Regions from separate parts of the Mus musculus genome. Here all the other regions are linked to region 5. A link is a contact called in public HiChIP or PLAC-seq and promoter capture Hi-C data. All regions are on one chromosome and are shown on one strand. The core of a region is the stretch at or near the end of the contact, and the rest is flanking DNA. Distances in the headings are between cores, read along the strand shown.

What was found. Promoter capture Hi-C pulls out the DNA fragments that hold promoters and counts their contacts. HiChIP or PLAC-seq counts read pairs in DNA pulled down with a chosen protein or histone mark.
Region 1: a promoter capture Hi-C map of liver shows a contact between it and region 5, with 4 times the contacts expected there. The contact joins the promoter of Tm6sf2 here to the promoter of Upf1 in region 5. A contact is called at or near these places in 9 of 39 promoter capture datasets (the C10 cell line, cranial neural crest, embryonic stem cells and 4 more), 1 of 484 Hi-C or Micro-C datasets (liver), 2 of 115 datasets of contacts at active chromatin or transcription factors (effector CD8 T cells and pancreatic cancer cells) and 2 of 9 other capture datasets (adipose tissue and pancreatic islet).
Region 2: a contact with region 5 is called in a promoter capture Hi-C map of liver, with 3 times the contacts expected there. The contact joins the promoter of Gdf15 here to the promoter of Upf1 in region 5. A contact is called at or near these places in 8 of 39 promoter capture datasets (the 3T3-L1 cell line, cranial neural crest, frontonasal cranial neural crest and 4 more), 2 of 484 Hi-C or Micro-C datasets (both in embryonic stem cells) and 5 of 115 datasets of contacts at active chromatin or transcription factors (Th17 cells, double positive thymocytes, embryonic stem cells and 2 more).
Region 3: a promoter capture Hi-C map of liver shows a contact between it and region 5, with 3 times the contacts expected there. The contact joins the enhancer-like site here to the promoter of Upf1 in region 5. A contact is called at or near these places in 4 of 39 promoter capture datasets (cranial neural crest, embryonic stem cells and liver) and 2 of 115 datasets of contacts at active chromatin or transcription factors (both in embryonic stem cells).
Region 4: a contact with region 5 is called in an H3K27ac HiChIP or PLAC-seq map of embryonic stem cells, with 2.4 times the contacts expected there. The contact joins the promoter of Mau2 here to the promoter of Upf1 in region 5. A contact is called at or near these places in 5 of 39 promoter capture datasets (cranial neural crest, embryonic stem cells, liver and 1 more), 2 of 484 Hi-C or Micro-C datasets (embryonic stem cells and neutrophils) and 3 of 115 datasets of contacts at active chromatin or transcription factors (all in embryonic stem cells).
Region 6: a promoter capture Hi-C map of pre-B cells shows a contact between it and region 5, with 3 times the contacts expected there. The contact joins the promoter of Tssk6 here to the promoter of Upf1 in region 5. A contact is called at or near these places in 10 of 39 promoter capture datasets (cranial neural crest, embryonic stem cells, fetal liver and 5 more), 2 of 484 Hi-C or Micro-C datasets (Th1 cells and natural killer cells), 4 of 115 datasets of contacts at active chromatin or transcription factors (astrocytes, embryonic stem cells, memory CD8 T cells and 1 more) and 2 of 9 other capture datasets (liver and macrophages).

What each region holds. Positions count from the first base shown.
Region 1 is chr8:70,070,321-70,075,032 of GRCm38.p6, reverse strand. Tm6sf2 (transmembrane 6 superfamily member 2) reads right to left here and starts at 2,109. Exons shown (of 10, transcript NM_001293795.1): 1 at 1,944-2,109; 2 at 652-755. The coding sequence starts at 2,038. Sugp1 (SURP and G patch domain containing 1) reads right to left here. Exons shown (of 14, transcript NM_027481.3): 11 at 4,596-4,702; 12 at 3,774-3,919; 13 at 3,382-3,511; 14 at 2,686-3,227. The coding sequence ends at 3,201.
Region 2 is chr8:70,629,605-70,634,000 of GRCm38.p6, reverse strand. Gdf15 (growth differentiation factor 15) reads left to right here and starts at 1,906. Exons shown (of 2, transcript NM_011819.3): 1 at 1,906-2,668; 2 at 3,827-4,396. The coding sequence starts at 2,389. It overlaps Gm34154 (a long non-coding RNA gene), which reads right to left and starts at 1,438. Exons shown (of 2, transcript XR_870495.2): 1 at 1,146-1,438.
Region 3 is chr8:70,022,968-70,027,625 of GRCm38.p6, reverse strand. It overlaps Mau2 (MAU2 sister chromatid cohesion factor), which reads left to right. Exons shown (of 19, transcript NM_001376946.1): 8 at 1-4; 9 at 71-161; 10 at 850-953; 11 at 1,375-1,452; 12 at 1,733-1,798; 13 at 3,929-4,015. Among named protein-coding and RNA genes, the nearest start is that of Mau2, 17 kb to the left of the region's middle. Within about 2 kb of position 1,280, at least 4 of the 459 cell types and tissues checked have an H3K27ac peak or open chromatin away from gene starts, as enhancers often do. A contact at or near this core is called in liver, where this site is marked.
Region 4 is chr8:70,041,144-70,045,661 of GRCm38.p6, reverse strand. It overlaps Mau2 (MAU2 sister chromatid cohesion factor), which reads left to right and starts at 2,928. Exons shown (of 19, transcript NM_001376946.1): 1 at 2,928-3,270. The coding sequence starts at 2,977. It overlaps Sugp1 (SURP and G patch domain containing 1), which reads right to left and starts at 2,875. Exons shown (of 14, transcript NM_027481.3): 1 at 2,582-2,875. The coding sequence starts at 2,615.
Region 5 is chr8:70,350,856-70,355,291 of GRCm38.p6, reverse strand. It overlaps Upf1 (UPF1 regulator of nonsense transcripts homolog (yeast)), which reads left to right and starts at 2,013. Exons shown (of 24, transcript NM_030680.3): 1 at 2,013-2,514. The coding sequence starts at 2,299.
Region 6 is chr8:69,899,337-69,904,232 of GRCm38.p6, reverse strand. It overlaps Tssk6 (testis-specific serine kinase 6), which reads right to left and starts at 2,049. Exons shown (of 1, transcript NM_032004.2): 1 at 715-2,049. The coding sequence starts at 1,925. The coding sequence ends at 1,104. Ndufa13 (NADH:ubiquinone oxidoreductase subunit A13) reads left to right here and starts at 2,213. Exons shown (of 5, transcript NM_001382215.1): 1 at 2,213-2,296; 2 at 2,501-2,691. The coding sequence starts at 2,598.

The sequences.
Region 1 (4,712 bases), core at 860-3,359, 280 kb after region 5:
CCCAGCACTTGGGAGGCAGAGGCAGGCAAGTTTCTGAGTTCAAGACCAGCCTGGTCTACAGAGTGAGTTACAGGACAGCCAGGGCTATACAGGGAAACCCTGTCTTGAAGAAAGAAGAAAAAAGAAAGAAAGAAAGAAAGAAAGAAAGAAAGAAAGAAAGAAAGAAAGAAAGAAAGGAAGGAAGGAAGGAAGGAAGGAAGGAAGGAAGGAAGGAAGGAAGGAAGGAAGGAAGGAAGGAAGGAAGAAAGAGAAAAAGAAACATCAGGTCTAAGGAAAGGTGACCAGGCCACACATAATAGCATCCATTCTACATTCTATATATGTGATGAAGGAAGTCCCAAGTCTGGAGCTGGACAAAGTGCCATTGTCATTCCAGCATTCAGAACTCAGATAGAGGCAGGAAGATTAGGAGTTAGGGTCAGCTCAGGCTACATGAGTCCTGGGAAGGGCATAGGGGAGAAAGACATAATTACTTCTCTCTGGAGTTCCACCTCTGAAAGACACCCTTTGAGGTTCTCCAGTCTAATGGTATTCCAGGCCCTCCGAGTTCCACAGTTAATGGGAACCACTCAAAGACTAACAGAGGTCCTTGGGTTGGTCTTTAGCCTTTGCCCAGAGAACCCTGCTCCTCAGCACCTCCCAATGACTCACCAGCATAGAGAGGGTCGTAGGTGATCTCCCCATGAGATAGGCTATAGACTGCCAGGAAGAGCAGACCCAGTATCAGAGCACTCGTCAGCACCACAAACAGGGGCCTGGGGGAAAATCGAGTGCTTGGGTGAGACCTCCTGGAGGAATTATTCAGAAAGTGTCAGCAAAGGAGAATGAGACCTGACTTCTCCATCAGTGGTTTCTTGGTTAGGTTTTCTACTTGGCAAACTCCTACTCATACTTCAAGGCTTATCCATATTGCTCCCACTGGAAGCCCTCTCTGATTTCCCTATCTCTGTGTTTCATCATTAGCTAATACTCATTCCTTTGGATTTGCCAGGTCACTCATTGAGCCTCACCCTTCATGTGGTTGGACTCTGATGGGAGGGAATCTAGTATTTTCTTGAGGCTCCCAGTTTCTCTCAACTAAAGTCCAAATGTCTCCAACTGCACTTCCCTATTCTTGCTCAGTTACACCGAAGTTATACAGTCTGATAAGACAGTTCAGCTAGCTGCATAGATAACACAAGCCAGGTCTCTGGGCTTCCCTTAACACAGCTGGACAAACAAACCAAAACCCAGAGAGGGGAATCCACCTGTCTGGTGCCACACAGCCAGTTTTTGTTCAATTCTCCTAAACTACCCAGGCCCACATTTCATAAACTCCATCCTGGTTTTACTTAACCAAAATGCCAACACTAATCTTGACACTGCACAGAACTTGTGATCCTCACCCATGACGATAGTGAAACCCAGATAGATAAAGAGACCTGGGCTCCCAAAGGGCACTTGGCTCACTCAGACTCTCAGGAGACAGGTACCAGGGAGTCAGACCTATGGCTAAGGCCCTCTCTATCCCACTGTTTGAGTTAACTGAGCTTTGGAGTGAGGGGATTGCTGGACCTCCGGGGTCTATCTGAAGATAGAAGTCAGGGACAGGGTGCTCATTGCTTGTAGGGGGAGTTAACTCTAGGCCTGAGACAGAGACGATGGTACAGGGCATGCGTACCAGGGAAGTTGGGTGAGTTGGGCTTTATCTAGGAAAATACTTTGACCCTGGGTGACTTTGGAACTGGCACAGCATACATCCCTGGAATACTCGTAAATGCCACAACCCACTATGGCTCCACATCACCTTTCCCCAGAAACTTACAACTTCATCTTCCTGACAGCGCGGCTGGAGAGGGATTTCTGCTTGCAATGGCGTTCCCCCGGCCCAGCTCCCATCCTATGGGATTTTGCTACCCCTCATCCTCCCTCCAGCCCCATGGTCCTCATGGACGAAAACGCACTGTGAGAACGCCGAAACTTGATTGAGTAGGTAGGACACTGGCAGGGCGCAGAATGACATTGCCACAGTCCTGCCGGCTAGGGGCGGGATGTCCATGGCAGCGGCACCCCGACCCCGGCGAGGCCTCCAGGACGCTTGGCTCCGTGACCGCAGCGCGTCAGAGCTCTGAGTTGCCAGGAACCTGCCTGCCCCCCCCCCCCCCCCCGCGCGCAAAGGTCGCCCCGCGCAGGAGCTGGTCACCACCCTTTCCTGTGTTGAGGTTCTTGGCCAGTATGCGGAGGGGGTGGGTGGGGAGTGCCGCCCTACTATCAGGAGACTCCGCCCATAAGCTCCCTTTCTCAGTCCTTTTATCCATTGCACAGCGTCCTTTCCCAGTTTTCAGCCGTCCCACATCTGCAGCCATGCCCCCTTACCTCTACCCAGCTTATAACTCCGCCCCCATACCCTAGTCACCTGTGGGGCTGAACTGTAGAGACTTCCCTTTACCGAGTCCACAATAGTCCCTTACCTAAGACCCATTCACCTCTCCTAGCCCTACTCACAGGCATTAGCTCAAGAGTGCAGCCACGCTCTACATGGCCCCGCCCCCAGGCCCTACACTCACAACTTGTACACACTGCAGTCCAGCCCCTGGCCACACTCCCACTACTCAGCTCTGCCAACTCTAGGACCTTTTGTGTCATGCCCAACCAGATCTTGGGAGAGGGAAACATTGGGGAGATGGAAGACCAGAGGAGCAAGACTGGAGTACTCAGATTTATCATTCTTATTCTCTTGAGGACTTTGACTAGCTGGAGAGGTCTGGGGAGGATCCAGGGCAGCACAAATGGGATGAAGCTGCAAAGATTGACCATCACGGGCTCCAGCTGGGCTCTTGCAGCTATGCAGTGAGCAATACATGAGACAGCCCAGGCCTCTGCCTCTAGACAGGCCCTACCCATACTCCAGCTGTGCCCAGTCCACACCAGCCCATGCACATATCATGAAGTGTTTGGAAGCCTCTTTTTCCTCTGCCTGGGGTAAAGTCTGAATCAACTGGCTGGTCTCCAGTTACTGTGAACTCAATGAGCCTCAGTGGGACTGGAGGAGGGACAAAAGAGGTTTCTGGCAACAGCAGGAACTGGAATGCTGGACAGGTGAGCATTGGGACTTTAATACACAGCACAACACTTGTGACCACAGGATAGAGATGGATGCCAGAACATTTCATAGTCCAAGGATGGCCGATCTGAATGTAGACTTTGTGTTTCCAGAATATTCAGTAGTAGGGCCGTCTGGGGTTGTTCTGTGGAAGCCCAAAAAGATCAAAGGAGTGTTAGTGGAAAACTATAGGTCCTCCCTCCACAACGTTGCAGGCAGCAGAGCTGACATCCTGTGAGGGCTACAGCAGGGGTTTTGTCATCTCTCTCAAACTAACAGGCAGTCAGGGAGGCACGCACCAGCGGGTTGGGCCGGAATCGGTAGGCCAGCATCATCCTCTTGCGGAAGGCCTCGTACTCATCATCCTCCTTGGAGAGTTCAGCTGGCCGGTCGATGCCAAAGCCAGCTCCATCTATTGTGGTGGCACCCCTGTGGAAGGAAAACCAGCAGTCATGAGTAGGAACCAGGATGAGACAGACAGGAAGGGCTTCTGGGGTACTGGGGTGGGGACTGGTGGCAGGGTTGGCAGGTCCTAGATTCACTCAGACATGGGGTCAGAGGCCAGCTTCACGGTCAAGCAGTGTGGGTAGCAAGGCTTTACATACTAGTTAAACCAGAACTAGTTGTCACTAGCTGGAACCTTAGGACTTGTCCATCTGTGTGCTCCCGCAAGCCCTGTGGCAGCACTCACTTGTTCACTGGGTTCTTGATGCCCTGGCCCTCAGTGCCCAGCCCCTCGCCCTCTTTCCAGCCCATCTTCATGAGCATCTGGTAGCCAATGTTTTCCACCGTCAGCTTAAACTCCTTATATTCTGAGTAGTCTGGCTCTCTGCCCTCCTGCAACAGAAGAGAGGAGAAAGTTGCCAGCCATGGGGACTATAGCTGTCCCTAGGTCCCAGTTCTGGCTCCAATGCCTGCCCAACTTGATCTTAGTTAGCCTCATGCCAGACTGGTTCCACCCATGTGCCCCAGCCATCAGTGGTTGACTCCACTGAAATAAATCAAGCTCTTCATCCTTATGCTGTCTTCAAAGGGCTGAGCTTCCAGGCACTCAAGTCAAAGGGGACAAGGTGACCATTAACATGGCCTGTTTGGGACGTTAACAGTTTACAGGCCAAGAGTAGCTCATGTTCTAAGAGCAATTTGTTCTGAATACCCAGCTTGGGAACAATCTGTCACACAGAATGCTAAACAGACATAACTATGGGATACAAAGAAATGCCAATTCATGTCTCATCAGCCCCCTGGTTCTTGAGCCCACCACAGTGGGGCAGCATGCAAGACGGTGCCTTTCTGCAATTGGGTGGCAGAGGAACATGACAAAAGAACATGGCTAGCCTGATCTACACAAGTTCCAGATCAGTGAGGACTGCATGACAAGATCCTGTTTTAAGGAAGAAAGAAAAGCTATCCTTGGGCCCCAGCTCTGAAACTGTGATTTCCCACTGGCTGGAAGACACTACACTATGTGTTAATTCCCCTCCTGTCCATGCCTGCCCATCGGCTTCCCCACCTTCAGGGCCTTGAAGGTCTCCATGAACTTCTCCAGCTCATCAGGGGGCAGAAAGTCACCGATGAAGTGCTTGCCCCGACCCATCTGTGTCAGCTGCTCTGCCCACTCTGCTCAGAG
Region 2 (4,396 bases), core at 657-3,156, 280 kb before region 5:
GAGACAGATGCCCAGTTGGTCGTTGGCCTGGTCACCACACTGTAGGAAGAGTGGAATACTATATATAGCAAGGAAGAGCTTGGTAGCTCATTTTCCATCATCTTGACACCCAGGAGACTGAGGCAGGGGGATTGTGGGTTTGGATTCACAGAGTGAAAGTTCTATGAACCTGGAGGAACTGTCCCCTAGGCTTCTGACAGTCTTGTTTTAACCCCCAAGTGACACCCTGACACCTGACTGAGACTTTAGGCCTGGGTCTCTATCGACAAGCAGCTGAGAGTGTGAATTTCAAGGTGCACAGGAGCTCCTACTGTGTACTCAGGTCACATGGGCATCTCTAGTTCTCTACCACAACTTGTGGTGACCCCACGGGATGAAGCTGAAGGTATAGTTGGTCACACACAGCAGTGGGTGTGTGTTGAGGGGGCACAGATGCCTGGCGAAGTGGGATCCTAAACAGGAAGCCCTGGTGACTTTTTTGAAGGGGCCTGTGTGGGTTAGGAAAGTTGGGACCCATCACAGGAAGACACCGAGGGCCAGAGAGGCAACCTGGGCTGGCTGAGGTTGCATCTGTCTGCGGCCTGTGGGGTTAGGTGGGGTACAGAAGTGCTGAGAACATCGAGGCCTGTCCCAGCATCCAGACCGCACAGGGCTCCCCGTGTGGGAGTGGGCAGCTGCTCGGCCCACTCCCGAGCTCCATATCTACGAAGCCATCTGCATCCCAAGAGACTTTGGGCCGTCCCCAGCCTCAGTTTCCCCACCTGTGACCCATGATGGTCCTGTCTCAACCTCTCATCTCACGCAGCAAGACAGCTGTATCCTGATCCTTGGCCTTTGCTCTGCAGCGCAGAGAGGCTGAGAAACTTGTCCAAGGTCACATGGGACCGCGGGATAGTCCCTCAATTTGTAGCGTGCACCCCCGGCCCCCGCTGTACCCCTACCCTGACGATGTAGACCACAGCAGCCTTTCACAGAAAGAGAAACTGAGGCTCAATGGCTGGCCTGGGACCAGAAGACTGCAGTATTATCCTCTGGGATATGATTCGGAGATCAGCAGCTCGCCCAGGGCAGAGAATCCAACTCTGAGACTTAAATTTGGGGGAAAACGGTCAGAGATGAACATAATCCCAGAACCCCACTCTCACCGGCCAGGTGGCCACCATGCTGTGCCTCCTCACAGAGTGCAGATACCTCAAAACTGCCCACAGCTGCGATCCCAAGGGCGGTGCCACCTCTCTCCACATTGATCTTTAAGAGTCACCCCCGTAGGCAAAGGGTCCTGGAGCAAACAGGTAGTTCTGGGCAGTGCATCAGGGGTGGGGCTTGGATCTGAGGAGGAGTGGTCTGGAATCAGTTTGGGGAGGGTTCTGGGGGTCATCCTGGTCTTGGACAAAGGAGATGGCGGGTGAAGACTTACCATGCACCTACCTTGTCTTCACAGGGGGACATGGAGTAACCCTAGTCAGTCATTAACCTGGAGTGACCCCACAGGTCAGAGGCCACCCAGCAGTATGTAAATACTGGGAGGGACCCCAGCAGGAGCCCTTGATGACACCTGGTGCCCCTCCTTGCTCACTCCTGTCTTCCCCAGAGGCCCTAACTACAGCCACTACCCTTTCAGGGCCCAGGCTGACCGTGGATGGGGCTCCTGGCACCTTCATCCTCCTCCTCCATCTTCTATCTGAGCCTGAGACGAACTGCCCACCCCCTCCAGCCACCTGCCGCCTCCTGTTTGGAAGGAGGCCCGCAGCAGATTTCCTCTTCCCTCCATTCCCAAGAGGAACCCCTGGTCTGGGGATACTGAGGCAGGCACAGGGCAGGGCACGTGTGAGCATCCAGTCATCCTGAAAGGTAAATCTGGTTCCTGAAGCGACAACTGTTCGTACAGGGTTTTGAAGGATTGGTAGGAGTCCCACAGAGGACACCGAAGAGGTGCAGTCCCTGATTTGTCCTTATGTCCCAGCCCATTTGGGCACGGCTGTAATGTCTACTCCTGGGACACTGAGGCATAGGGGTGACTTGCCTGAACTTGCCTTTTCTAGGTTTTCCTTGGCTTCACCTTTGATGGGGGTGGAGGGAGGAGGGAGGGAGAGAGGAGGAAAGAGAGAGGGAGAGAGTCCTGGTCCCAAGAGGAAGGAAGAAGCCACTTGAACTTCAGTCTGGACTCCATCACATGTTCTGTGGGGACGATCAGCCCTCACTCAGGTCCCAGCCCGGCGGTTTCCCTCCCTCCCACCCCCTCCCCCTGCGGAGCCCTGGGATTCCCGCCCGAATTAGCCTGGTCACCCGAGTTGGCATCGCACACGGGGGCGGAGCGGACAGAGTCCAGTGGGTATAAAGGCAGCTGCAGAGGGCTTAACTCAAAGACACACTCAGGACACAAGCGACATGGCCCCGCCCGCGCTCCAGGCCCAGCCTCCAGGCGGCTCTCAACTGAGGTTCCTGCTGTTCCTGCTGCTGTTGCTGCTGCTGCTGTCATGGCCATCGCAGGGGGACGCCCTGGCAATGCCTGAACAGCGACCCTCCGGCCCTGAGTCCCAACTCAACGCCGACGAGCTACGGGGTCGCTTCCAGGACCTGCTGAGCCGGCTGCATGCCAACCAGAGCCGAGAGGACTCGAACTCAGAACCAAGTCCTGACCCAGCTGTCCGGATACTCAGTCCAGAGGGTGAGTAGCAACCAGGGACCCACTTCAGGAACACCCTCTCCAAGCTCCAACCAACACACTCAAGTCCACGAGCCCAGCCCAGCTTCCGAGACTCAGTTTCCCCTGCTGTGACCTCTGGAGCTGCCAGCAGCGGGCTCAGCCAGAGTAGGACGGATGACCGTCCCTAGACCGGAGCTGGACAAATGATGTCCAGAGAGGTCAAGGTCGCTCCTGGAGATGCACAGCACTCGAGTTGGGGAGGACATGGGGGAAGGTTAGAGGGTCCTGGAGGGAAGAGGGAGGGACAGGAGCCAGGTTGGGAGCCAAACGGAAAGAACCTGCGGGAACTGGATCGGAAATCTGACGCAATCGCTTGTAAAGAGACTGCTACAGTAACAAGTGACAGTCGCTTGGATGGGAGGGAGGAGGATCCAGGGGACTGGACTCAGCTCTGGGACCCAGCAGGGCTGAGGGCGGGCCCAGGCTGATTTGGGTCACGCCCCCTTACAAATCCGCTAGGGTTGTGTGAATCCAAGCGAACTGTAGCTCTCCCTAAAGATCTGCAAAGCTACACTTGGATGTGGTGGCGCATGTCTGCCATCCTAACTACTCCGGGGGTTGAAGCAGAATTGCCTTGAGTTCAAGGCCAGCTGGGACTACAGAGTGAGAACCTCCCCAAATTTTATTTGTAGCCCAGGTCGATTTCAAACTCAGGGCAATCCTTCTGCCTCCATTTCCCAAGTTCTGGGAAGACAGGTGTAGGCAACCAAACCCTGCTTTAAAGAAAACCAACTTCTGTTTGTTAAACACTTTATTCAGAGGCTTGGGAAAAGGTTGGAGAGATCCATGCTGTCCTGCGCAGGGCAGACCTTAGGGATCTCTGTCGCTAAGAGCAAAATCAACTTTAAGCCAGAAGGTGGCGGTGTACGTCTTTAATCCCAGCACGAGGGTTTGGGGTGGGGGTGAGGGGTGGCACAGAACAGGCAAATATCTGTGAGTTCAAGGCCAGCCTGGCCTACATGGAGAGTTACCAGGACAGCCAGGGCTATACTGAGAGACCTATGTTTGACATCTGTGCAGACCCTGTGGTCGGCGGGAGTGGCACATTTGCACAGGGGCACATCTGTGCCTGGCACACCCTAAGGACATGAGTAACCGGTGTTCTGGTTTCTTCTGCAGTGAGATTGGGGTCCCACGGCCAGCTGCTACTCCGCGTCAACCGGGCGTCGCTGAGTCAGGGTCTCCCCGAAGCCTACCGCGTGCACCGAGCGCTGCTCCTGCTGACGCCGACGGCCCGCCCCTGGGACATCACTAGGCCCCTGAAGCGTGCGCTCAGCCTCCGGGGACCCCGTGCTCCCGCATTACGCCTGCGCCTGACGCCGCCTCCGGACCTGGCTATGCTGCCCTCTGGCGGCACGCAGCTGGAACTGCGCTTACGGGTAGCCGCCGGCAGGGGGCGCCGAAGCGCGCATGCGCACCCAAGAGACTCGTGCCCACTGGGTCCGGGGCGCTGCTGTCACTTGGAGACTGTGCAGGCAACTCTTGAAGACTTGGGCTGGAGCGACTGGGTGCTGTCCCCGCGCCAGCTGCAGCTGAGCATGTGCGTGGGCGAGTGTCCCCACCTGTATCGCTCCGCGAACACGCATGCGCAGATCAAAGCACGCCTGCATGGCCTGCAGCCTGACAAGGTGCCTGCCCCGTGCTGTGTCCCCTCCAGCTACACCCCGGTGGTTCTTATGCACAGGACAG
Region 3 (4,658 bases), core at 31-2,530, 330 kb after region 5:
CCTGGTGAGTCCTGCCACCCTGGGCCCGGGCGGGGAGAGAGCCTTGTGACCACCACCTGTCTCCTTGCAGGTCACAGTGATGCATTCGATGCAGGCTGGTTACCTGGAGAAGGCACAGAAGTACACAGACAAGGCGCTCATGCAGTTGGAGAAGCTTAAGAGTAAGTGCTACCTGGGCGGGGACTCGAGCAGTCCCAAGTTTCCTTGACATTAGGACATTGCCATGTTCAGGGAGGCCAGGGTCAGAACCTAGCTCTCACCTACCTACCTACTATGTGTGAATCCTCCAGAGTCTAGGGTTCTAGCCACACACTTGACTATTTCATGCATCCTGGGTGCATGTGGCCTTAGCCTTCCTCTTAATCTCTTTGAGCCTGTGGAACTGTGCTTTTCTTTTCCTTAAGCTGTGTAGGCAACAACTTTTTCCTCACCCAAGAGATCTATGCAGGGTTGCCAGGAAGTGCCTGAGCTCCCCATGGCTTGAGCTCTGTCCCACTCACATGCACAGTTGAAGACATCTTGGAGAACCCACCCAGAAGGTTCTTGAGCTCTTAGCAGTAGTAGCAGGCAGCCTCTGTAGATATGGCCTGTATGTAATGCAGTGCTCAGCCCAGAGTTTCCTGTGGCTTTTGGTGCTTGGCATTCAAGCCAGGACCTGACCTGTGCTTGATAAGCTCCTGCTTTACCTGAGCCTTATCCACTGGGCACTTCTTAGCTTTAGGATGCTTCACAATGGCATTGGTTTGAGCTTACGTCCTTATCTAGATGGGGAGAGGCTACATCGGGGATGATGTGGGTGGGGCCGGGTGGTACCATGCTTGCATGTTCACCCCTGCCTCCTGTCCCCAGTGCTGGACTGCAGCCCTATCCTGTCGTCTTTCCAAGTGATCCTGCTGGAGCATATCATCATGTGCCGGCTTGTCACAGGCCACAAGGCCACTGCACTACAGGAGGTAGGAAGCACAGAGAGCGGGATGTGGGAGCTGGTCTGGATGTGGACACAGGTGTCAAGAGGGGAGGGTACAGTGATTTCACTGTCACTGCTCTAGCCTGGGTTGTAGAATCCAGTGTAAAGCCAATAGTCTGGTTCCCTAAAACTTGTATGCTCGGGGAACATTGAGATATGACTGGGACCCATGTCACCAAAATGCACACCTTCCTGAGAACATTGGAGAGGCATTTTATAACCTGAAACTGGGACGAAGGTCAGCATGTGCAAGGAGAAAGGAGAGCAGGGTCATCCTCTCCATGTGGTGGCTCCTCCTGCCAGGACTTTGACCCCCAGTTTGGCAAGTAGATGGGAGCATGTCTTCCAGCCTTGGGGCTGCACCCCAGTGCCAGGTCCCAGAACAGGAACCTTGGTTCTCTCCTCAGATCTCCCAGGTCTGCCAGCTATGCCAGCAGTCCCCTAGGCTCTTCTCCAACCATGCTGCCCAGTTGCACACACTGTTGGTGAGTATGCCCCAGGCACTGGACCCCACTCTTGCCAAAATCAAGCACATACCTAGCAAAGGATGTGATCCACCCTGAAAGGATCTGGGCATTCCAGTAAATAACCCTGTGATACTACCCAGGCAGCGTCCAAACATGAGCTCTGTTCTGTTGTGGGGAGGGGTCCTTTATAATAGCCTGAAGCTCATCCTAGGGCCCAGTACAATTATGCTTGCCTATGGTCACTGGGTCAGCTGCCCTGGTTCTGACCTGAGCCCTACATGTATGCCTGTCCTTTCAGGGCCTGTATTGTGTCTCCGTGAACTGCATGGATAATGCTGAAGCCCAATTTACCACAGCCCTTCGGGTAAGGCTGGCTTCCTGAGTAACAATATGGTGTAAGGTTGGCTGCCACACAAAAAAGCATGGAGACCAGATTAGGTCTGCTGCAAGAGCTATAAACTTTGAGCCCACATCTACTATAGTTAGCCTGACAGTGGCCACAACCGTGACACAGTTCCTCTTGGGGTGGGAAGTGGCTAGGGTAAAGAGTTCTTGGCTACCCTGGAAAGATATGAGGAAAGGATATATGTATCAGGAGTACAGGGACACTGGGTAGCCATTTTGACACCTGTTAAGTTCTAGGACATTCTCAGACTAGGTCAGTTTGTGGTGCTCTTGGAGTCATCTGGGATTTGGTAGAGTCATAGTATGTGGATGTACAGTGACTGAGATGTGCCCTTATCCTAAGTCCTGTGATAGGTGCTCAGGAACAGAGGACAGGTTTTACCTCAGGGAGGCTGGGTCCCCAACAAGGCACCCACACTTAGACAACTGACCTACTAGTCCCTAAGAAGCTGGTCCATTTCTCCCAGAGTGGCACAATTGCCTCTAGGGACAACTCAACTCCCACTGTGCTCACCTGGCCCAGGACTAGGGAAGGATGTCCCTACCTTGGCCTCAGTGTCCTTGCAGGAAAGGGAGGCTATTGACCTATTCCCCAGGGAGCCCCCAGTAGAGATTTTATAGAGCATGTTATGTTTTATGAGCAAGGGGGCTGGAGCATTCTTCTGACCGTGGGATAGAAGTTCCCCTCTTTGGTTGCTATATGTCTGAATGCTATGTGAAGAGTCAATTGGCTGCCCACTCCTTTGGCTCCACCCTTGTCTCCCTAGACCCCAGGCCCTCCTGCTGCAATGCCAGAGCCCTTCTGCAATGTGCCAGGAACCTCTTGTTCTTAGAGGTTGTCTTACCTTCTGTATGTGGCTTTGCCTCAGCAGCACAATGCTTAAGTCATGTGCTGAAGGGAGTCTTCTGGACAATACATGGAAGGAGAGGCGCTAAGACAAACACCAACCTTGTCCTCAAACTCAGACTCCTGTTGTTCACAACCAACACACCAATGCTGCTGCAGTTCAGGTCAGGAAAGACAACCCTGGGCTTTTGTGTGCTAGACCACAACTGTAGGAAATTGGAGTCAGAGGGCCCAGGCTGCTTAGACTCTCACATCCTTTCCTCCTTCTCCCAAACATCTGGGCTTTTCTAAGGAGATTGAACCCAAAATTTCACACATGCCAGGCAAGTATTGTATTGCCAAACTGCAGCCCCTTCCTATGTTTTTCATGACAGTATATCTCAGTTGCACAGGCAGTCAACTTGCCTTAAATTCTGATCTTGCCTGACCAGGTGTGGTGGTATAACAAATCCCAGCACTTGGGAGGGAGAGACCTGTGGATCTCTGTAAATTTGAAGCTAGCCTGGTCTACATATGGAGTTCAGAGACAAACATGGCCTTTTTTTTTTTTAAAGATTGATTGATTTATTTTATGTATATGAGTATGCTGTTGCTGTCTTCAGACACACCAGAAGAGGGCATCAGATGAGTAGAGGGCATCAGATGGTTGTGAGCCACCATGTGGTTGCTGGGAATTGAACTCAGGACCTCTGGAAGAGAAGTCACTGCTGAGCCATCTCTCCAGCCCAACACTGACTTGGGGAAAAAGGGGATTTTTATTTTGTTTTGTTTTTTTATCTTGCCTCAGCTTCCTTCCCAAGTGCTGGAATGACCAGCCATCACCACCACACCTGGATCTTGATCATCTCACTTTACATAATCAGTGGTTCAGTGGAGAGACCATGCCCAACGTGCCTCCCTGTACATCTGTTAGACTACAAAGCAAAAGCAAGCCAGGGCAGTTCCAGGCCTGTGGTCCTAGCTGTTAGGACCCTGAGCCGGAAGAATAGAGAACTTCAAGCCAGCCTGGACTATGTATAGACCAAGTCTTGTCATTATCCACTGTTGGTCATTGGCAGGATCAGAATAGCTAGCTCCACCCTGCCGCTGCCGGTGGAGGAGGAGCTAATTACACTTCGTGCTTGGGTTTGGAGTGAGCTGATTGAGTCTGAAAGGAGCCATTGTGCAGCTCTGTGTCTAGTCGGGCCCCAACAGGGTGTGACAGTGAGGCTAGCCTCTTAAAAGCCCTATCTTTCATTCCAGCTCACCAACCACCAGGAGTTGTGGGCCTTCATCGTGACCAACCTTGCGAGTGTGTATATACGAGAAGGAAATAGACACCAAGAGGTAGTAGGTGACATGCTTCATGTTCGGTATCCTTCTCCATCTCTCGTGTGGGGGCTAAGGGTGTCCTAGGCATCCATAGACCTTAGAAAAGCCCACATGTTTAGTGTTCTGTGAGGGTCAGAACTGGGATAGCACTCCTGCAGCCATGTGGCCTCTGTTTCATCCTAAGCCATTCATCTTTATTGATCCCACATTGTACTTAAAAAGACATCGTTGGGTGGTCACAGTGCATGCCTTTAATCCAGGCACTCAGGAGGCAGAGGCAGGTGGGTCTCTGGGTTCAAGGACAGCCTGGTCCATAGAGCAAATTCCAAAATGGTGAGGGCTACATCTATCTCAAAAAAGCAAAACAAAAGGACAAAAAAAAAAATTTGGAGTTTGCATCCAACCTGGGGCTCTTGCTTGTTGCCTAGCATTCTGCCACAGAGCCACACGTCAGCCCCAAACCAGATGGGTAGATTGGCCACCCTCAAAGGGCTGTCCTCATAAGCCAAGTGTTTTTATCTGGGCTTCCTAGGCAGAGCCACAAACTTAGCTTCTTCTCTGACCCTAGGATGTCCCACCCTAGAGTCCCTCCAGAGTGGCCCATTTTCTCTGACCTCTACAGCCTTCATTCTAGCCCCTGGTCACCATCATCTTTTGTCTA
Region 4 (4,518 bases), core at 1,679-4,178, 310 kb after region 5:
AGGAGATGATGGTGGTGGTGGTTGAGAACCACTGATCCAAAGTGTTATGATTATAAGCTTGGGTTGAGTCAGCCAATTCTACTAATTTTTTTTCCTTAGTTTTAATATGACCTTGGGGACAGGGAGATCATTCTGACATAGAGAAAGTGCACAGACAGCAAGATGACCAAAACAAATCACTGGCTTTGAGCAAAAATGCCAGTGCCATGTGTGTACACACACAGCAGTCATCCAGTCTAAGGCAGGAGGTACATGCTTTCCAGACAAACACAGGCTTAATGAGACTCTGCTTCATTAAAATAGGGCTGTAGGGCTGGAGAAATGTCTCAGTGGTTAAGAGTACCGACTGCTCTTCCAAAGGTCCTGAGTTCAAATCCCAGCAACCACATGGTAGCTCACAACCATCCGTAATGAGATCTGATGCCCTCTTCTGGTGCATCTGAAGACAGCTACAGTGTATTTAGATATAATAATAAATAAATCTTTTTTAAAAAGAGAGAAAGAGAGAACTACTGTTCTCAAAGATTAAAAAAAAAAGTGTCTACTATCATTTAAAAAAAAAGGGGGGGGGCGTAGTTGGGTCTTTAACCCCAGAGTTGGTGAGGCAGAAGGAGACAGATCTCTGTAAGTTCAAGTCCAACCACAGATATGTACTGAGACCCTGTCTCAAAACAAAACAACAACAAACCCTAGAATTGTATCCTAAGGGTTCTCAGGAAAAATTCTACATTTATCTAAATATATTTTTTAAAAGGTTTGGGGGTGGGTGACTGTGTACCATGTGACTGCCTGGGAGTTATAAATGCTTGTGAGCTGACAAGTGGATGCTAGATATCAGGTACTCTGCAAGAACAGCAAGTACTCTTAACTGCTCAGCCATCTCACCAGCCCATTTTCTTCCTATGTAGACCAGACTGGCTTCCACTTGAAACAAGCCTCCTCCCTCTGACTCTCCAGTGCAGATCACAAACATGTGCCACTATGCTATGTTTAAACACTAAATTTGTATGTATGTGCATAGGCACTGTGCAAGCCAGAGGTTGACATCAGGTATCTTCTCTTTCTTTTTTCTCCCCCTTGTTTGTTTTTTATTTTCTCAAGACAGGGTTTCTCTGTATAGCCCTGGAACTCACTTTGTAGACCAAGCTGGCCTCAAACTCAGAGACCCACCTTTACCTTCCAACACCTGGCACTCACTCTGTAGACCAGGCTGGCCTCAAACTCACTGAGACCAACCTGCACTTTCCAATGTCCCAAGTTCTAGGACTAAAAACATAGGCCATCACTCACCAACTTAAAAAAAAAAGACAGGGTCTCAGTTTGCACAGCCCTGGTTGACCTTGAATTCAGATGTCCACCTACCCCTCAGGAGTTGGGATTAAAAGCATTCCTATTGTCGCTCTGCCTAATTTTTTGGTACAGAGCAGCTCACAAAACCTTAAAGCCCGTTTCAGTGCGTGGCTGCCAATACACCCCAGGAATCCACCTGTGTCCAGTCCGAAGTCCTGTGCTTTCAGGCACACAACAGTACATCTGGCTTTTTTACATGAGTACTGAAGATGGGGAGCCAGGTCCTCACTCTTGGGCAACAAGCATTTTAACTACCACCATCTCGTCAGCCCTTAAATTCTAAATGTTGAAAGCAAAACTGACTCCCTAGACACTACCAGAGTTGACACCCCTAATTATTTCCATTTCATTCATAACAATCTCCAAGGAGACAATCCTAGTCCACTCTGAGGCCTATCCAGCCTCTGTGGTGAAACCTCTGCCTTCCTATAGACAGCATCTACTCATATGGAACATCTTGTACTCAAGAAAGACTTTTCATGGAGCCAGAGAGATGGCTCAGAGGTTAAGAGTGCTTGTCACTCTTCCAGAGAATCCAAGCAAACATCCAGGTGGCCTACTATAACTCCAGCTCCAGGTACTCACACACAAAGACATAAAGACAAATGGATTTTTAAAAACTGTTAAGCCTTCCCTGACCTTCAATATATTAGCAGCATCCAACCTCACGTCACGAGAACTAGTTCTTTGCAAAATTTGCTTCCAGGTGCACTGACACGCAAGCTTAGCACAGCGTTTGGCACCCAGCAAGTGTGGAAGCATATGGTGAATGGGCAAATGCATTTCATCCTAGGGGCACAGGGAGAGCTAAACCCGTAACCGTGGGAAACCGCCCTGGCTGACCCAGTGCAGTTCGGAAACGCACATTTCCCACAAGGCAGGACCCAAGCCAAAGGGGACCGGAGGGGCAGGAGGGATGTCCCAGGCTGTCCGCTGTGGATGCCACCGGCCCGAGAGCAGTTTATTGGGAAAGCCCATGCGGTTCCCACCCGGCGCCCAGGCCTTTGAGGGAGACCAGGAGCGCTCCTCAGCCACGGGCGGGGGTTGGGGGGCGAACCCGAGTCTGGGGTCTCGGCAGACCAGAGAAGGGCACACGCAACGTTACTGTAAGTTTCCCTGGGGCTGAGGCGAGAAGTCCGCGTGTCAGGTCCGTGACAGAAAGTAGGGTGAACAGGAGACGTGCAGTCGCGAGAACCCAGGCGGGCGGCGAAGGGAAGTCGGGGGATGTTACCTGCAACATCCCGGTTGTCCATCTTGAGACTCATCCAATCCCACAATGCTCCGGCGCCACCTGAGAAGAGGGAGGCTCTGTTATAGTGCGCTTGGTCTGATGGTAAATGTAGTCCTTCTCCGACAATCTCGTCCAACCCCCTTCTAGGACACCGGGCGTCTTCTCCACAGAAACGCCGGCGTCAGTTCACGAACGTGTATTACTCTCAGTTACGATGATGCAGAGGTATCATCCTCTCCTCAGAGTCTTCCTCAGTCGGAGCCACTTCGAACACACACCATAAGACCCAGAAGTCCTTGCGTAGCAGTTCTCGCGAGAATTGCGGGTCGCCAGGCCCCGCCCCTCAAGGTGCTTCCGCCTCTCTGTGGAGGCGGCTTGTTGTTGTGCGGGCCAAGATGGCGGCACAGGCGGCGGCTGCGGCGCAGGCGGCGGCTGCAGCTCAGGCTGCCGCCGCACAGGCCGCACAGGCCGAGGCAGCCGAGTCGTGGTATCTGGCTCTCCTGGGTTTCGCCGAGCACTTCCGAACATCTAGCCCGCCCAAGATCCGCTTGTGCGTTCATTGCCTGCAGGCCGTGTTCCCCTTCAAGCCGCCTCAGCGGATCGAGGCCCGGACGCACCTGCAGCTCGGCTCGGTGCTTTACCACCACACGAAGAACAGCGAGCAGGCGCGCAGCCACCTGGAGAAGGCGGTGAGTGTGCGGGCCAGGCGGGCGGGCCGCGGGTACCGGGGACTCGATCCTCTCCGCCTCGTCGGGCTTGGGACTTCCGAAGGCCTCGCCCTCACCTGCGGTGACAGACGCGGCTCCGCCACGCCCTCTCACCCGGGAACCGGGAAAGTTGTCCCTCTTCAGCTACTTGGTGCTTGCATCGGGGACCCTCCTAGTCGGGTGGCCGCGGGAACAGGACCCAGAGCGTCAGCCTAGAAGCACCTACCTAAGGAAGAGATGCGAGCTCCCTGACGTGTGAAAGCGAGGTCGCAGGAAATCTGAAAGTCCAGGACTTCTGACAGTCAGGTGTCTAGGTCTGGAGTCCCAGATCCTTGTGGCATGGATATTGGGGAAGGTGAGGCCTTCAGCCTCTTGTTGAACGTTGTTGCCTTGTGAGGACCTGAAGTGCAGAAAGTAGCTTCTAGAGTCACTTGCACCTCGGGGGTCTGGAGGTCAGTCTCACTGTTGGTGGCTTCTTCTCCCACCACGAAATGGTCCATCTTTGAAAGAGTCCCCACTCCGCCTCCAACTTGATTTGTGACGTCTTGGTGCTTCACAGAATTTCAAGAGGTAGCTGTCATTCAGCTTCTCAGTAAGACTTGTTTCTTCTCATGGCAACTGTGTCTCTTCCACACCTCCGCCTCTTTTTTGCCATTTTCCTATCTTTGTTTCCTTGACTATTCAGATGTTTAATGTTCTGACCTGCAGACAGTCTAGTAAATTGCCTTCAGGAGGGGATCAAAATTCTTGTTTCCCACACTGTGCATAGTTAGAGCTTCTAATCCTCACTGAACCAATAAACTTCCTTATTTCAAGAGTGAAACCGTATAGGCTTAGCTAAGTAAAGTGATTTAGCAAAGACCACACTGTGTGAAGTTTGGGTTTTTTGTTTGTTTTTGTGTTGGGGGGGGTTGTCGTGGTCTTACACGATGTAGCAAAGAATTGGTCTCAATTCCCAGCTGTCATCCTTCCTGGCCACCCAAGTACTGAGATTACAGGCATAGTTGCACATACCTGTGATGTACATGTTCAAGGGAGAGGCAAGAGGCTAGCCTCGGCTACACAGGAAGAATATCTCAAAGAAAGCAGGTCTGCTTAGATGACTTTGTGGGTAAAGGCTTTTGCAGCACAAGCCTGATAACTTGAGTTTGAGTGGAAGGTGAACACTCTCAAAAATTGCCTTCTGATCTCCAAATTTGCCTGCACTCATACATATCATACACAACAAAT
Region 5 (4,436 bases), core at 764-3,263:
ACTTTTTTTTTAAAAAAAAGATTTATTTATTTATTATATGTAAGTACACTGTAGCTGTCTTCAGACACTCCAGAAGAGGGCGCCAGATCTTGTTAGGGATGGTTGTGAGCCACCATGTGGTTGCTGGGAATTGAACTCAGGACCTTCAGAAGAACAGTTGGGTGCTCTTATCTGTTGAGCCATCTCACCAGCCCCGGAATCTCACTTTTTAAACCAGGCTGGTCTCGAACTCTCAAAGATCCTACTCCAAAAAGACAACTGAAGTCTGGACTCTGGTGGTTTAATCTTATATCCTGTTGACTGACCCAAGAGGTTGATGAGATGGCTCAGTGGGTAAAGGGGCTTGTCACCAAATCCGAGTTCCATTATTAGGAGAGAACCAATACCTGTAGGTTGTCTTGTGATCCCACACATGTGCTGTGCATGTACAAGTGTGCCCACACACAACTAAATAAATGTACTAAGAATTGAAAAACAACAAAGCAACAGAGAACCTTTTATTGAGCAGTGGCTACAGGCACTACTGTCCCTCTATGGAAGGTTGCAGCGAACTGGGCTAACTAATCCTTGGCCTGATGGAACATTTACTTATCTGTTTTTGTTTGTTTCATTGTGTTTTTTAGCCAAGTTCTAATATACCTCAGGCTGGCCTCAAACTTGCTATACAACTTAGGATGACCTTGAATCCTTGCTCTGTCTCCATCTCCAGAGTCCTGGGAGACTGCGCCTCTACACTCAGCATCTGTTTTTGTGTGTTTTGAGATGATGTAATGTTGGGTGTCCTGAACTTCGCTCTGTAGACAAGGCTGGCCTCAGAGTTACAGAGATCTCCCTGCCTTCGACTCCTGAGTGCTTGGATTTTAAGGAGTGTCCTTACTGGGAGATCCACCCAAGCAGAGGCAGCCACCCTCCTGGGTTTTTCCCTCGCAATAAATCTCGTGTTAGGTTTGTTGTGTGCTGTGACTTTGTTCTATTTCTTGGCTCCCAATTGCCAGGATCTTTTGGAGCACAGCTGAAACACTTTGGGGAACCACCTCCACCCCTCCCCCTGCCCAAGCAGAGCAGATACACTTCTGTGGGGGGAATGCCTTTCCCTTCAGAGCTGCAACACTTACACTTCCTCCACTGAAGAGTGGGAAGGAAACCCAGGGAGGAGTGTTTCTCTAAGTCTCGCAGCTGGCTGTGGATGCTCATCAGTTGGTAGCTTCTGCCTAGCACACAAGAGCCCTTAGTTCCGTGGTCAACATTGCATGTACACCTGTCACCCCACCACCAGGCACTTTGAGGCAGGAGGATTCCCCCGAATTCCAAACCAACCATGGTTACAGTGTGAGACCCTCAATCAAAACCAAAACAGGCCGGAGAAATGGCTCAGAGTTGTGCACCCAGCGCTTACAAGAGGAGCTCACATCCATTCATAACTAGTTCTAGGGGACCTGACCCCTTCTCAGCGATTCCCAGGCTAGCTCGGACCAGTGCGACTTGATCGCAAGACAAAAGAAGCATTTATCTTCACAGGCTTCAGGAGTGCTCGGGGTAGCAGTGACTACCATTTGGCAGAGTCCCCGCTCCCTACTCATTTATTCAATCGATGAATACTGAGAATGGCCACGAGCCAAGTGACAGACGGGGTAACTAAGGTTCAAGGAGTGCAGGTGCGTGGTCCCCGTGCCACAGGCTCCACACCCAAAACCTTCTGGAGAGAGCCTCAATCAGCACCTAACGAACATCCAGCCCTGAAGCCCGGAGGTGAGGACGTCGCATGCGCGCATGCGCACCGCTAGGCAGCAGTTGGGGCGGGGCCAAGTTCGCGAGCCCAGGTCCTTTAGGCGGTTGAAGGCCCGCCTCTTCGCGCAGGCGCACGGCGAGTTCCGCCCTCCCGCTTAGCTCCCAGTGCTCCGGTGCGGTTGGCTACTTTCCGGGAGGAACGCGCGCGCCTGCGCCGGCGTCGGACTCGCGCACGCGCATCTGTGCCGGCGTCCGGCTCGCGCACGCGCACCGCAGCGGTGGCGGCGACGGCGGTTCCTGTCCAGGGGTCTGAGAGCGGCGGTCGGCTTTGAGGCGAGCAGCGTTACGGAGGGGCGCGGCGGCGGCGGCGGCGGCGGCGGCGGCGGCGGCGGCGGCGGCAACTCAGAGCTCAGAACCGGCGGCCCGGCTCTGCTTTCGGAGGCCGACTCGGAGCCCGCCCGGCTCTCAGGGCGGCGGCAGCGGCTACTCCGGATTACGGCCTAGGCCTAGCCGAAGCCTCGGGCTCGAGTGCGGTGAGGCGCCCGCTGAAGGCGCGGCCCGGGCGGCAGGATGAGTGTGGAGGCGTACGGCCCCAGCTCGCAAACACTCACCTTCTTGGACACTGAGGAGGCCGAGCTGCTCGGCGCCGACACCCAGGGCTCCGAGTTCGAATTCACCGACTTCACCCTTCCCAGCCAGACGCAGACGCCCCCCGGCGGCCCCGGCGGCGCGGGAGGCCCGGGCGGAGCGGGCGCAGGCGGCGCGGCCGGCCAGCTCGACGCACAAGTGAGTTGAGCGGCGCATGGCGGCGCCGGAAGCCGGGCGGGCGCGGGAGCTGCGGCGCTAGATCCCAGTTAACCAGCCTTGGGCCCCTGTGAACCTGAGCCAGGTCCCAGTTAGACGGCGCTGGTCCGAGCTACCGGCTTCAGGTCCAGTTAACAAGCCTGGGTAACTGCTTCCTGCTCTGGCTCCTTAAACATTAAGTCCCTATTGGCCAGCTCCAGTTACCCACCCTGGATTCTTGTTTAAACTGCCCAGGTACCCGCCACCTGCCCTAGGTCTCTGGTACCTTATTACCAGATCTGGTTCCCGTTACTTGCCCTTTTCCCAGATCTCTGCTTCCACCCTATTCCAACTACCTCTTCCAGGTCTACCTGCCACAGTCATTGCCACCTGACTCAGGTTCCTGCTACCTGCCCTAGTCCTTGCTGCTCTGGCCCACCCAGCTACCTACCATCTTCTCTGATTCCCAGCCTCTTGTCCCAGCTACTTGCCACCTGTCCTTTTTTCCTCCACCCTGCTAGGCTGGGCAGTGACCTGCATTAGTGTCCCTCCTGTAGCGCAGGATCTGCTCGGCTCAAGGCTTAAGCCAGAGCTTCCCTCACTCCCCTCCTAGGTATGTCTAAGGTGACCTGTCCACAGTTGCTATCCTCTGGACGGACCCACATTGCCCTCCAGGGTCACCTGTTTGGCTAGTCCAACCACCCCATCTCACCCTTTTGCCACTTCATCCACCACCCCCTCCAGCCAGGGTTCAAGTTCAAGTTTGGGTTAGGGGTTCCCTGGAGCAGAGCCAGGGTTTTGTCGCCTCAAGTGGAAATAGCCCACTTTGTGGATGGAGAGGTGACTGCCGGTTTGTTTTTCCTTCTGGGTTGCCTGTTGCTGAAACCGGTGTTATGTAACTCCTAGGCTCTGCTTGGAAAAGTTGGGTTTGAATTTTGTTCCTTACCCACAATGGGTACCACATGGGTGACTGTGCCTTGGGGAGGGGCTTTTGTTTTGAATGATAGGCTGCCGATGTAGGCATTTCAGGTTGGGCCAGGGCCAGGCCCCCTCTGCCTCCCCATCAAATGCTCTCCCTCTCTATGGCTGGCTTGGTGTCAGGCACCTCTTGGCTTTGTTTTCCTGTATTCTCTCGGGGAGGGGGGGGAGCTGCAGGCTAGAGCCACAGGTGTTCTTGTAGTCCATCTGTACTTAGGGCTAGGGAGCCACCACCAGTCTTCAGCAGTGATCTCAGACCGCATTCTGGGAGGGCCTTCAAGCTGGCTGGTTGAGTCATGCCTGTGGGTAGACCACCCACTTGGGCTCATTTTCAGCCCGAATAGAAGGAGAGGGCTGACTCAGCTCCTGTTGCGATGCGGATCAGGTGTGCCAGCTTGTTGTTTCTAGCTGTTTACCTTTAGTGTAAGGAGGTGGGGAGAGGGCAGATTGCCTGGAGGAGTGAGGTGGCCCTGCAAGCTAGTCCTCCTGTTAGTCTCCCCACTGGGTAGACCTTCCTTGTTTCCTTTGGGCCTCATGGACCTGGAGAAGGGCTGTGATGGCGCAGTTGGGGAGACGAGTGGAAGTGGCCTGCTTCATCTCAAGGTCTTTTAGCTCTAGCTAATGTGCAGAGCAGACTCAGGCTGTGCGTGTGCTCACATGGGTGTGCCCTGCTCCGCCAGTTGAAATCATAGATTGAGCCATGAGCTGCCACCCACCTGTGGCCTCTCATCACAAGGAAGGGAGGGAGCGCCTTCAATCCTGTATTCGGAGGACCTGCATCTGTGGGGAGAAAGTGAACAGAATTGGAAAGTGGAGAGAAACTCCTTCCTTGCATACCCAGGGCCCTCTGCCACCAAGAAACATTGATTTTCCTTATTTGTCCTTTGAGGTAAATGGGTCACACAGCCTTTGTTCAGGGGGTCCAAGGAGGCTGGACCCCCCACCCA
Region 6 (4,896 bases), core at 800-3,299, 450 kb after region 5:
GGAGTAGAGGGGAGCTGGGGCTGAGGCCAGCTTGAGTCTGTCTCTGGATACCACCGCCCACGGGAGTTCCTCACAACGTACAATTATCCCCACATCTCGGCTCTTCTTTTACTTGGCTTGCACTTGCATCCTTGTTGAAGGCAAGGATGGTTGAAGCTTCTCAAAATCCCAATATCTGGTTCAAGACATGCAGAACTGGACTGCACACCTTGGAAAGTGGAGGCAGGAGAATCCAAGTTACAAGCCAGCCTAGGCTGCATAGTGAGGTATTTGATCTAACTTTGACACACAAAATCACCACCACCACCACCAACAACAAATCAAGAGATCATCAGTAGATGGGTCTGGTTTTTCCCTGTAAACTTTTCCCATAGGGAAAACAACCATCACCAAGGACTCCCGGCTTCCAGAGACCTGAGTACAATCCACACCTGTCTCTGCACAACTGACACCTATGTGGGTGTCACATCTGTAAATGCTGTTCCAGCCAACAGGCAGTCCCGCTGATCCCAATTCAAGTATCATCAGATCCTGGCGGATGACTATAGAACTTTTAGGAATTTATCCAGTTTAGGGACGTGAAGAATCAGGATTTGAATCTCCCTACTCCGGTTTTTAGGTCTAAAGGTAGAATTTCCACATACTCGCCTTTCTCTAAGTTGCCGAAAACTTCCCACCCCCTGCTCAGTGACAAGGTTCCACCGCTAACCCCAGTTGCAAGGAAGAGCGAATTTATTGCAGGTTCCAACCTGGAACTTAGCGTGCACGGCTGGCCCACGGTTTCTCTGTAGCATGGCAACCCACCGTGCAACAGCTCATTCTGCGCAGGCGCAATGCTTCTCTCTCTTCTCTTTGCGCCCCTCCCGGGGCCTTCTCGCCAGAAATCGAGGATGCGCATGCGCTCTCCAGCAATCAGTTTGTGCAGGAGGAATCAGAACCCAACAGCAGGCCTCAGAGGGCCGCCGCCGTGGGGGAAGGGGAAGGGACAGGACGCGTGCGCAGTGGCGCGCGGCGACTTCGCGGGTTTCCCGAAGCTCGCCCTTCGCGCGTGCGCCGCCCTGGCTCTGTGCCTGGTGCGGCGGGAACAGCGAGAACCCCGGCTCCTAGCCGGAGTCCCCGGCCCGCAGCCAGCCATTGCGCGCCACCTGGCCCGCCGAGGGCCGGGCAGACGGGCTGAACTGTAGCAGCTCGGCGATCAAGGATTTGCATCGTTCCGACAGTTCGAGGCCGTCAGGGTAGAGCACGCCGCGCTTCTGGCGCCGGGGTAGGCCAGCAATGTCCGAGTCGTCGAAGGGCATGCACCCGGTGACCATGACGTAGAGCACAACGCCCAGGCTCCACACGTCGTATTTCTTAGGGTCGTAGGGGATGCCCAGGAGCACCTCAGGTGACGCATACGCGGCCGAGCCGCAGTAGGTGGTGCTCAGGTCTGGGTAGCCGTGCGCCTGGCGGCCGAAACCGAAATCCGTGATCTTGACGCGGCGCTCGTCAGGGCTTAGCAGCACGTTTTCGCACTTGAGGTCGCGGTGCACCAGGTGGTGGTCGTGCAGGTAGCGCACGGCGCCCGCGATCTGCGAGAAGAGTTCGCGCGCCTGCGACCCCGGGATGCGCCCGTTGCGCTGCACTGCCTGCAGCAGGTCGGTGGCTGCTGCCTCCATCACGATGTACAGCTTCCCATTGCACACTTCGATGAACTCGAAAACGTGTACGATGTGCGGGTGCCGTACTCCCCGCAGGATGGACAGCTCTCGAGGCAGGAACTTGTTGACGAAGTCCGGAGGCGCTCGCCGGCGGTCCACCACCTTGATGGCCACCGTCCCTTTATACTTCTTGGAGGTGGCCACTTTCACCTTGGAGTAGCTGCCCTCACCTATCGTGCGGCCCAGCTTATAGCCAAGTTCGCTCAGGAGTTTGTCGCCCGACATGGTGGCGCCCGGGGCGCGCGGGGAGCAGGAGGCGGCTGCTGTCGGGGGGCGGCCGGACTCCAATCTCGGGCCTAACCCATGGTGCTTGGCACCTGCACCCCCGTGCCCCCATGTGCCCACTCCCAAGGCCCTACAGCCGCGATGACTTTTATTGCCCGGGTAACAATTTCTGCCTTGTGAAGTGACTGCGGGCGTCACTCGGCCTTGGGGCGGGGACCCTCCCTCCCCCGCCCCGCGGGCTCCCTAAACCCTTCTTAGGCTTTGTGACTCAATCGCCCTTAATGGTCAGTTCCTCGTGAGAAGTCACTGGCGAGGAGACTGCCCACTGATGTGGAACAGGACAAGTCCCTCCCTGAAGTGATGGTGCTCAGGTGGGTGGGAACCAGCCTGTTGCCTCGAGCCTGGCTACCATGGCTCACGAAAGAAAGTAGGTGAACTCCCAAGGTTTTTAGTGCAAGAAACACGCCCGAGAGAGCTCTAGATGCAGACCACAGTTACTCCCTGCCTAGGGCCAGAGGGAGGAGGGACTGACTTCCGGATCGCAGCAAGGCTAGCGTAACGCTTCCAAATTATAGGGAACCTCCTGGGTGACGGAACTTCCGCCACACTCAAAATGGTGGTCGCGCGTTGCCTCACTTCCGCTGGTGGCCGGAAGTTGCGGGTCCTGCAAGTATGGCGGCGTCGAAGGTGAAGCAGGACATGCCCCCGCCAGGGGGCTACGGCCCCATCGACTACAAGCGGAACCTGCCCCGCCGGGGACTGTCGGGTCAGTGTCTCAGTGTCGTCCTGTTCGTCGCAGACCAGGCTTTTGTTATGCGGTTAGACGAGAGAGGGCAGCCTGCGGGCTTCAGAGTGCACAGTGTGAGCGGAGGCTGAGTTGGAATCTTGGTTTTCTAGTGCAGCATCCCGGAAGCCAGAATGTTCATGTCCCCTAGTTTCCAGCTGGCTTCCACGGGCCTGGAAACTAAGCCTGCGAGAAGCACTAACCTGGAGTTTGGAGGCTTTTGTTTTGTTTTAGGCTGGCCTCAAACTCCGTAGCAGAGACTGATCTAGAACTCCTGATCTCTTGCCTTCACTTCCGAAGGCTATGCTCATAGGTATGCACCGTTATACGTATTTTTTTTTTAATGTTTTTAAATTTTTTTTTTTTTTTTTTTTTTTTTTTTTTTTTGCAGATAGGGACTTACTATATAGCCCAGGCTGGCCTCAAACTCGTGGCGACCCTGCCTTTGCCAATGGATTGCTGGGATGACAGACAGGTCCACCCAAGGCAAGATGTGTGTTGATTGTAACATAGCATAGAAGGCTAGTCTTAAACTCTAGCCTCCCTAGTGCTGGTTCCTCTTCTGGCATTCTCTGCCCACCCCCAGCCCCCACCCCCACCGGCTTTCGTGGAGCCCAGGCCAGCCTGAAATTATGAACACCCCAACTCTATGCCTTCATAGTACCAGGATGACAGGCATGTGCCCACCAGGCTGTGTTTTTAAGTTTTTAAAAGTGTTTTAAGTAACATTTAGAATTTTATTATCGATTTCAACAGGAAAAGAATATGAAGAAAGTTAAAGTCCCCACTGTCAGTGCTCAGAGTTACAGAAATACAGTAGTTAGCAACTGGGGCCCAATTGGTAGAGTGCCTGCCTAGCCTTTCAAAGCCCTAGGTCGCACCCCTGGCACTGCATAAACAGGACTTGGTGGTGCACACCCATCATCTCAGCATTTTGGATGCTGAAGCAAAACGGATTGATGGTTAGGGTCATCCTGGGCTACATAGATCAACCTGGACTACATGATCCCATCTCACCCTAGAAGAAGAGAGAGATGGGCTTAGGGACTGTAAGATGGCACAGTGGTTAAGGGCATTGATGCTCTTCCAAAGGACCTGAGTTTGCTAACTCCACCTTCTACAAATTCAGATTTTTAGATTTTAATTCATCAGACTTTAATGTGCATATTATAGAAACTGTGCCTCAACTAAGCAAACAAAATGTTCTGGTCCTGTGTGATGGCTCACCTGTGATTCTAGACATGAGAAGCAAAGATGGGTCACAACAAGTTCAAGGCTAGCCTAGGCTATGTGGAGAGTGTTTGGTTCTGGATTATATAGAGAAGAGCCTCTTGGTGAAGGGCAGCCCAGACCCTGGGCTAGATAGTTGAGAGTTGTGGGCAAGATGTGCCAGGTACAGACTGAGGGATGCTGGGAGAACCTGGAGGCCAGGTCACGCTGCTTTGGTATGTAAAATATGAACCTCTGTCCCTTGTTCCAGGGTCCAAATCCAAATGTCAAGTTCCAGCCAGCCAGGAACATATTGTGAGAAACTGGTTTTAAAACCCAAAAACTAGCCAGGCAGTGATGGTACAAACCTTTAATCCCAGCACTGGGGAGGCAGAGGCAGGCGGATTTCTGAGTTCAAGGCCAGTCTGGTCTACAGAGTGAGCTCCAGGACAGCCAGGGCTACACAAAGAAACCCTGTCTGGAAAAACCAAAAAAAGAAAGGAAAAAAAAGGAATATTTATCTATTTTATATATATATATGAGTACACTGTAGTTGTCTTCAGACACACCAAAAGAGGGCATTGGATTCTATTACAGATGGTTGTGAGCCACCATGTGGTTACTGGGAATTGAACTCAGGACCTCTGGAAGAGCAGCCAGTGCTCTTAACCTCTGAGCCACCTCTCCAGCCCCCTCCAGGCCTTTTGAGACACAGATGGCAGACTAGAATACCCTCCCCATTCCCAGGGCCTCACCTGCTGTTCTGACAGTGAGGCAGATCCTCTGTCCACTTCTCCCTCCTGTCTCTTCCTTTTTTCTTTTTTCTTACATTTTGTGTGTGACTTAGTACAGATGTGAATGCGCCTCTTTTGCACATAAAGGGTAGAGGACAACTTGAGGAATGTGCTTCCTTCTGCCCCATGGGTCTTAGGGATTCAGCCCTTTTACTCATCTTGCCAGCCTCTATCTTTATTCTTT